Linked DNA regions of Mus musculus: region 2 is linked to region 1. The links are chromatin contacts, called in public HiChIP or PLAC-seq maps. All regions are on one chromosome and are shown on one strand. The core of a region is the stretch at or near the end of the contact, and the rest is flanking DNA. Distances in the headings are between cores, read along the strand shown.

Evidence for each region. HiChIP or PLAC-seq counts read pairs in DNA pulled down with a chosen protein or histone mark.
Region 2: a contact with region 1 is called in a BATF HiChIP or PLAC-seq map of CD8 T cells, with 17 read pairs. The contact joins two enhancer-like sites. A contact is called at or near these places in 1 of 15 datasets of contacts at CTCF or cohesin (CD8 T cells), 2 of 484 Hi-C or Micro-C datasets (nephron progenitors and regulatory T cells) and 2 of 115 datasets of contacts at active chromatin or transcription factors (CD8 T cells and microglia).

What each region holds. Positions count from the first base shown.
Region 1 is chr9:95,278,764-95,283,391 of GRCm38.p6, forward strand. No RefSeq gene overlaps it. Among named protein-coding and RNA genes, the nearest start is that of Gm32018, 29 kb to the right of the region's middle. Within about 2 kb of position 1,313, at least 65 of the 459 cell types and tissues checked have an H3K27ac peak or open chromatin away from gene starts, as enhancers often do. A contact at or near this core is called in CD8 T cells, where this site is marked.
Region 2 is chr9:95,349,065-95,353,394 of GRCm38.p6, forward strand. No RefSeq gene overlaps it. Among named protein-coding and RNA genes, the nearest start is that of Gm32018, 41 kb to the left of the region's middle. Within about 2 kb of position 1,392, at least 19 of the 459 cell types and tissues checked have an H3K27ac peak or open chromatin away from gene starts, as enhancers often do. A contact at or near this core is called in CD8 T cells, where this site is marked.

The DNA.
Region 1 (4,628 bases), core at 63-2,562:
TGCCTGCCCTGCTCATGATCTTGTGGAAGCAGCTCTACTAGATCTCGTCACTTTCCTATTAGCCATAAGATAACTCTCAGGGGGCTTGGCAGGTCCACAAGCCCATCCAGATGACCAGCCAATGGCCAGTTAGGATCAAAACCCTAACCTGACTAACCACACACTGCAGAAGGCTGTGCAAGTCTGCTGTGTCTTGGTTACTTTTTTTTTAACTCATGTGAATAGCCACCATGACCAAGACAACTTATAAAAGAAAACATTTAATTTGGGGGTCATGGTTCCAGACGTCCTTGGCCACCATGGCAAGGAGCATAGCCAGTAGGCCAGCATGGTGCTGGAGCAGCTGGGGCTTACATCTTAGCCACAAGTTGGGGGCGCAGAGAAAGACTGAGCTTGTTGTAGGCTTTTGAAACCTCGAAGCACACCCTCTGTGACACACCTCCTCCAACAAGGTCACGCCTCCTAATCTTTTCCCAAACAGCTCTACCAAGCATTCAAATATACGAGCCTGTGAGCCTTTTTCAGTCAAGCCGCCACACTCTAATACCCTTTCTGAGGGCAGCCTGTTCCCTTCATAGGATGCCTGGGAAGTTCTGTTAACTGGCATGGCTGGTGACTGTGCTAGGCCTCTTTGTCACCACCCAGAGTGGTAGTTCACTGGATCCATGACAGAAACCAGGTTGTGATCTTGAAAGTTCTAGATGTACTCTGTCCCTGTCCGTACTTACAACTTCCTTAAATATCTCTCTGTCTGTGTCATCTGGCGTCTTGAAAGCCACCCACCACTGCCCTTTCTTTCTAGCATCCATTAGTCCTTCAGATGGCCAACTTCACAAGCGAAGCATTGCCTTGGACTCTGAGCTCAGACACCTCCACCCCTCTCTGGCTGTTTTCCTCTCCCAGAAACTCCGTTAAGAGCTGTGGTTCCTCTGGTACCCAAGCCAGGCTCGGGCCTGAGGGTCAGTGCACTGGCTTCCCCCAGCCAGGCTGCTCAGCCAGCATCTACTCTTATCTCCCCCCCACACCTACCTTTTCCCTCAGCCAATCTCCAGGGACTGGAGGGCAACTACTCACCACCAAACAGTCTTTGAAGACTCTCTTCAGGCCATAGGGGAATGACGCCCAGTCCCCACACTTATCTCTAGTGACCAGGTTGGGGGGGGGGGGGGAGGGGTCTTTACAAAGGAGAAAAGAACACAGCATTTTTGCTTAGTTTTCTAACACAATAATTGACATTTTCCTCCTCACCACCTAAGATGAAATCAGCCTTCCTGTCCTCAAAGAAACAGCTGCAGAGACAGGAAATGGCTGGCCAGAAGCCAAAGCAAATGAAAGCAAGTAGGAAAGCCATTCTGACTCAGGGTAACAACAAATGATCCCAGATGATGACAAACACACAATCATGTGTCACTTAACAGAGTGACATTCCGAGAAACATGTCTGGAGTTACTTCCACTTGCACAAACATCATTGCTTAGCCGAGTGCTCGCGGTGGGCTCCTGGTAGCATCGGGCACTAGAATAACACGAGCTGTGAATGCTAGTGATCAACATGACACCAGGCTCTGTCTCTAAGTGTAAGGAGTGCACTCCAAAATAACTATTGAAGTAGAGACGGTAGCTGTAAAACAAAAACAAACAAACAAAAAAAAGCAAGAGATTTATTTAAAGATTTATTTATTTATATTTCACATGTATTAGTGTTTTGCCTGCATGTGTGTCTGTTTATCATGTGTGTGCAGTTCTTAGAGAAGCTAGAAGAGGCCATCAGAGCCTTTGGGACTGGAGTTACAGAAGCTGTGAGCTGTGGGTGCTGGGAATAGAACCTAGGTCCTCTGAAAGAGCAGCAAGTGCTACTCACAGCAGAGCTATGTCTCTACCCTGTAGTAACAGAATTTTCTTAGCATTGTCTTGTGTTGGGGACTGTATGTAAGTGTACTGTGCGTGCTATTCTTTTATAGAATTAGGAGTGGGTGGGTTTGTCTGTGTCAGCACAGCCCTCCAAACACTAGAGAGATGCCTCTTATGGCAATGCCACTAGGTGATGTGACTGTTTTGTGACCCTTTTTCTGCATTTATTTGTTTATTCATTCATTCACTCAGTGTGTGTGTGTGTGTGTTTGTGTGTGTCTATTTGTGGGTGCACGTGGGCACAGGCATGCACACGCACATGCCACCCTGCATGTTTGGAGGTCAGAGAACTATCGGAAAGAGAGCAACTTCTCTCTTTCCATCATGATCAAATCACCTTTGACAACTAAGCCATCCCATGGCCTTCCTTCATAATCCTATTGTACTATGTTGTATATATTGACTATTGTTGAGTTATAACACCAGTATGTGTCTCTGTATCTCTCTGTGTACCTCTCTGTCTTTCTGTCTCTCTCCCTATGTCTCTCTCTCTCTCTTTCTCTCTCTCTCTCTCTCTCTCTCTCTCTCTGTGTGTGTGTGTGTGTGTGTGTGTGTGTGTGTGTGTCTGTATACCTCTCTCTGACTCTCTGTGTCTTTCTGTATATCTCTTTATATCCCTTCTGTCTCTGTGTCTCTCTATGCATCTCTGTCTCTCTGCCTTCCTCTCTTCTTCCCTTCTCCCCAGTCCTGCTTGTCCTCTGCCTACCCTTCCCTGATTCCCACTATCATTCTCTCACAGACACTCCCAGTTGTCCACGCCTCTTGTCTTCGGTGGGTTTGAAACCTTGACTTGCACGATTCCTTTCTGCTGGGCAGATCTGACTGGCCTCGCCCCTGGTCCTTCAGCTTCCCCTTCATCATCCTGGGATGAGTTAGTCCAGTGGGATGGAGTTAGGAAGAGTTAAGTAGCAGAGTTGACCTTCAAAACACAAGGTCTCCACAAGTCCCATCGTTGTAATTCCTTGGGGGGTTATTCTTGTAAGCTATCCTAGATATGAGAAAACTAATTTTCCTCCAGATGGAGAGCCTGTTGTACTCACAGATTATTAAACAAACCATTCTTCTGCTACTGAAAAAAACACATACCACATTTTCATATTCAAAATTCTCATATAGAATGGGATCTATTTGTGAATTGTCCATCTGTGCGCTGATCTATACAGCTGCCCCCTGCCTCTACACATAGATTTATGATGGTGCATTTAGTATCTCAGTACTCAGCCAAGCAGCTGCCCCTTCACTGTGTGGCTTCTTGCATATTTACTGGCTGCTCATGGGCTCTGTTCCTTCACATGAAATGTAAGATCATTGCATTAGTTGCTGAATCAAAAAATGTCTGCTTTAGAATTCTGGGTATTTCATTAACATCCTAAGACAGACATGACTTGTTACAATATATGGCCTGCCCATCCAAAGATTTAAGGTTTTCCACTCCATCAGACATCAGTTTAAATTCTATCATTGCTTCATATAAGTTCTATACTTTCTCTCAAATATTTAAAATGTTGTGGTATTACAAAAGAAATGTTTTCTTAGGTCAATTTCTAAAACTATCTTTTTAAGTGATTTTATTTATTCTTTAAGAAGCCTATACAATATGCTTTGATCATATCATTTCCTCTCCCCCAACTCCTCTCGGATCTACCCCCACCTCCCTACCCACCTCCCTACCCACCTCCCTACCCACCTCCCTACCCACCTCCCTACCCACCTCCCTACCCACCTCCCTACCCACCCAACTTCATGTCTTTTCTCTCTCTTAAACACACAAGCAGAGAGAGAGAGAGAGAGAGAGAGAGAGAGAGAGAAAGAGAGAGAGAGACATATTTGTGTAAGCTTAGACCTAGAATATGGTTGGTATACCTAGTGCCATTTCATTGAAGAATTTTCTCTCTTCTATCAGAATTTTCACTGATTTTTCTCTCTTCTGTCAGTTATTAATTGCCAATAGCTCCTTATCTAGTGAGGCTGTGTTTGCTTTCCCTCCCACGTGTTCAACTTTGAGTTGAATTTGTTCAAAGCCTCACAGTCTCTAAGTTCATAGGTGCAGCTGCCCTGTTGTATCTGGAAAATGCTATTTCCTTATAGTCATCTGTGCCACCACCTCTGGCACTTACCTCAATCCTTCCACCTCCTCATTGCATCGATCACTAAGCCTTGAGGGGAAGAGTTTGATAAAAAGCCCATTTAGGGCTGAGCACCCCAAAGTCTTTCATTCTTTGCACATTGTCCAGCTGTTGGCTGCTATGTTAATTTATCATGATTTGTAGGAATAAGCTTTTCTGATAAGGATATGGAGATACCCTGATCTATGAGTATAGAAATAATTAAATCATTAGGAGTCACTTATTACAATGTTCATTTAGCAGAATAGTTATAGTAGGTTTTCTCCTAGGGCCCATTACCAAGCTAATCTCAGATTCTTGGGCTCAGTAACAGTGCCAGGTGAGTTCCATCTCATGGACCTTAAATCCATCTCATTGACCTCTAAGGAGGTGACTCTCATAGTATTTATGGCACCATTACACCACCAGGCTTATCTTGCACCAATGGGCAGGTCGTTATCATGGCTAAAAGAGTTCACTGTTGGGTGAACCTAATGGTTACTTGGCTCCTCTGGTAGCATGGATAGCACCTTCCAGTACTACGAACTACCCAATAAGGGCGAAGCTTTCAGTTAAATACCAGCCAGATTTATTCTATAACATGAGTTTGTGG
Region 2 (4,330 bases), core at 142-2,641, 70 kb after region 1:
TAAAGCCTGCCAAGAGTTTTGTTAAGACATCAAAAAAGGAATGATACTTAGAGCAGGCAAAGTGAGGGGCATGAAACCCGCAGAACACTTGTGCATGTGATATTGTGAGACATACAGGAGTAGAAGCCCAGGAAAAACACAGAGGGGTGACACCAGACATCCCATCAAGCAATGACTTGTCTCTTGGGATTCAGTCCAGAGAGATATCAGAAAATAGAACCAAACAGCTGCAAACAGAGTTGACAGGAAATTGGGGCCCACCACTAGGAATTTTTAGCAAGGAAGGATCTTAACACAAAACATTCTATGGAACAGCTCCATGACAAATGAAATGTGCTCATAAGGAGAAATTGGTTTCTGCCCACTGGGCCAACTATAGAGTGGCACTATGAGGAGTGGCACTATGAGGAGGTGTGGCCTTATTGGAGTAGGTGTGGCCTTTGTTGCAGGAAGCACATCACATTGGGGCAGGCTTTAAGATCTCCTATGCTCAAGCTACATCCAGTGACACAGTCTCCTTCTGCTGCAAGATGTAGAACTTCTCCAGCACATCTGCCTGTACATCACCATGCTTCACACCATGATGATAATGGACTGAACCTCTGAAACTCAAGCCAGCCCCAATTAAATGTTTTCCTTTCTAAGAATTGCCTTGGTCATGGTGTATTTTCACAGCAATAAAACCCTACCTAAAGCAACAGCCATCTTATAGCCTTCTCCAGACAAGCAAGAGATGCTGTGGCCTGAACTAAGGCAGCAGAAATAGAAAAGGAAACACAAGACAGTGTTTTCTTGATATTATTTCAAGGTCAGCAGCAACAGACTCAGCAGCTATTGATCGTAGGCAACAAAAATATAAGAAAGTTCACTTGAATGTACAGACGATGTCACGATGGTGTTAGTGTATGTGTTGCTTAGAGACAATATCACAAGACCTGTGGAGTTAGAGCTGTCTATGGAACCTTTCAGAATGTCTGTATTAGAACTGGAAAGAATAGACTGGAGTTTTGGGATTGTATCAGCTGATCTCAAGCAGTGAGGGCCTCAGAGGGGAGGGACAACCTAGAGAGGGCTGGCGGAGCAATAACTGAGCAGAGATTGTTGACCTCGAAGTCAACGCATCTCAGTAAATGAAGATTATCCCAACGAAACAGTCTTGGGTTAACCATTCTGAGATCTGTGAAAATATTCTAATTGAAAAAAAATTCATTAGGGTGCTCATTAGACAGAAAAACCATTTGAGATGCAGATCTATTACCCTTCAGAGTTTATGTTTTCCTGAAGCCTTTTGCTAAGCTGAATCCCATTGTTTTTCTGCTTAGACAGCAGGAACACTAATGATGTGAGCTGTAGTTAAGAAGCATCTCCAAGTCCGCTGCCGGTTGAAAGTTTCAGAATGAATAATGCCAGAGGCACTGGAGGGGAGAGCTGGAAGGAGATGTGTGTGCTGTGCTTTTAAAAATAATGCACTTCACATAAAGAGAAACTATTTAAAACGAGGTAAAGGTTTCAAAATATTAATCACTAATTTTATAGTATACATATAACATATATATGTACATATACATATGCATATGCATATCCACGTGCTCTCTATCTGTACACATCAACTGGAGAGATCAGTTCCCTCTGAAGCAGTCAGTTTCCCTTCTGTCAGATATGACTCATGAGTAAGACTCCACCATCATCAGTGAGATCAGGAGTTTGGCTGCCCTTACATCCTTGCAGCATACTGTAGCTCAGATCACGAACAGCCATCTTCCTTCTGCAGCAGAAATAATCTCCCAGGGTTACACCGGATGTGATTTGAATTCTTGTGGTTTTTGGCCACTTGTAGCTTATTTCTTAAAAAGTCTATTGATCTACTTTCCAGAGAGGCAAACTTAGTTACAACTTTTTTCTCTTTTTGTCTTTAGAGATGACTTCCCCAAAATACTTTTCTACACCCTTAAAAATTAGCATCCTACTGAAGCACTCCATCATACATCTAACTAGACTATGAAATCATCCATAATTACTCAGCAACCCCCCATATAGTCAATTCTGTTCCATGGGGTAAAAAAACAATAGAAGGAATGAAATATGTAGGCAACAAGAGGCAGAAGTTATGTTTTAAGGAAACAACCAAAAATATCAAGAAGCTATAAGCAAGAGCTAAACTGGGCAGCATCAGGCATTAAGTGCTGTAGACTCATCTCTAAAGGAAGGATTCTCATGAATTGTGCAAATCCAGAAGTTTCCATAGAAGAGAAGCTTACTCTAAAACACTGGAGCATGTCTTTTTGTTTTTCTCTATTTTTGTTATGGAGATATTTGTGCTACATCTTGCTACCCAGCTGAGGAGCAGGGCCATAGGTTTGGTGTGTAGATGTCTTTGGGTCCACTGAAAATCCAGAACTTCATTGTGTATTGGAAATGGGATCAAAGCTTTAGTTCCCTCCACTCCCAAGTCCACATCTATGCATCTTGCACACACACACACACACACACACACATACACACACACACACACACACACACACAGAGAGAGAGAGAGAGACAGAGAGACAGAGAGACAGAGAGACAGAGAGACAGAGAGACAGAGACACACAGAGATAGACTGAACATATATACAGAGGAAACACAAGGAGGATTATTTCCCTGCAAGTCTAATGTCTTACATAAGCAGGATGCTTCAGCCTGGTGCAAGCCAATTAAAGCAAAATGGCAGCCTTATGGCCACTGGCACACCCAGCCCCTTGTTCACAGCTCTTCTAGCTATTCACAACTCGTCTTTCATTTAGCTTCTCCCTAGGTTCAGATCGTATGGTTTATCACTCAGCACACCATTTATTAAGCACCTACAGCGTACAAAGTACTCAGTGGAGAAGGATTTACATTAGTGTTGAGACTTGCCAAGACACCTGCAGTCAATTATGAACAGCAGACAAGAACATCTAAGTCTAGAAGGCCAGGTGACATGCTAGAGTTGTGTATGGACAATGTTACAGCATGGCATAAATAGTTAAGTCTGCAGGACTTTTTGCATATGGCTTACTAAGTTCAACACTTGCACGGGAGATGCTCATTAGTCAGCTCCTTAGTGCATAAAATTGAGAGTGGGGTGTACCCAAGGATTGCTTTGTAATCAGCAGGGGAGGGGCACTCACTCCGAGAAGTGAGGAGATCTCATTAGACTCAAAAGAATAAAAGGTAGATCTTAGATCTGGGAAAAACAAGAAAAAAAACTGGGACATTGATGACAAACACCTAAAGGAGGCCCTTGTTTGTTCAGAAGCTTTTCATGAGCTCTCACTCCCTAAATCTCTCCCCACTCTCCCTCTAATTGCAGGCACATAAAGCCATCTTATCCTGGAGCAGCTTTCGGCATTTAGCAGCAATAAGGGTAGGAGGCATCAGTTGGGATGCTGAAGGAAGACTTTATATAAAAGGGGATATCAGAAGCCAGCCCAGTGGGTCAGCTATTTTTGTTTTCAGATGAGGTCTCAAATGTAGCCCAGACTGGCCTCTAACTTGATAATCTCCTCCTGCCTCAGCCTCTGGAGTAGTTTAGATTAGTGGTACATACCTCCACACCCAGGTCCCAGCTGATTATTGATGAAGAGGACAGCACAATGGGAACAGGACAGACAGAACATCACAGACTCCACAAGATGTGTGTGATTAATGTATGAGGCAGGGACAAAGCATCCCAGGCCCGAAGAGCAGAGGCAATTCTACCTCGCCTTGCATGCCACACTGCTTTTCCAGACTTGAGCACATCGACCTTGGAGAGTCACCAAAGGTTTCTGAGCAGGAATGATGACTTGATCCCATCGCCTATCCAATTATCAATGCCCCCCCCCCAATAAAACAGACATCCTGAACAGGTAATGCTCAGGAAATATTTCTGTTTCAATTAACAACTTCCCAGAGGCAAAGGGAGAAAGGGTGTTTTTGTTTTGTTTTGTTTTGTTTTGTTTGTTTGTTTGTTTGTTTTTTTTGGTTTTTTCGAGACAGGGTTTCTCTGTATAGCCCTGGCTGTCCTGGAACTCACTTTGTAGACCAGGCTGGCCTCGAACTCAGAAATCAGCCTGCCCCTGCCTCCCAAGTGCTGGGATTATAGGCATGTGGAGTGTGTTTCATTTTTCTTTTTTTTAAAATTAGGTATTTTCTTCATTTAAATTTCCAATGCTATCCCTAAACTCCCCCATACCCCCCACACTCCCCTACCCACCCACTCCCACTTCTTGGCCCTGGCATTTCCCCTGTACTGAGGCTGGGGCCTAACAAACACAGAAGTGGAGGCTCACAGTCAGCTATTGGATGGATCACAGGGCCCCCAATGGAG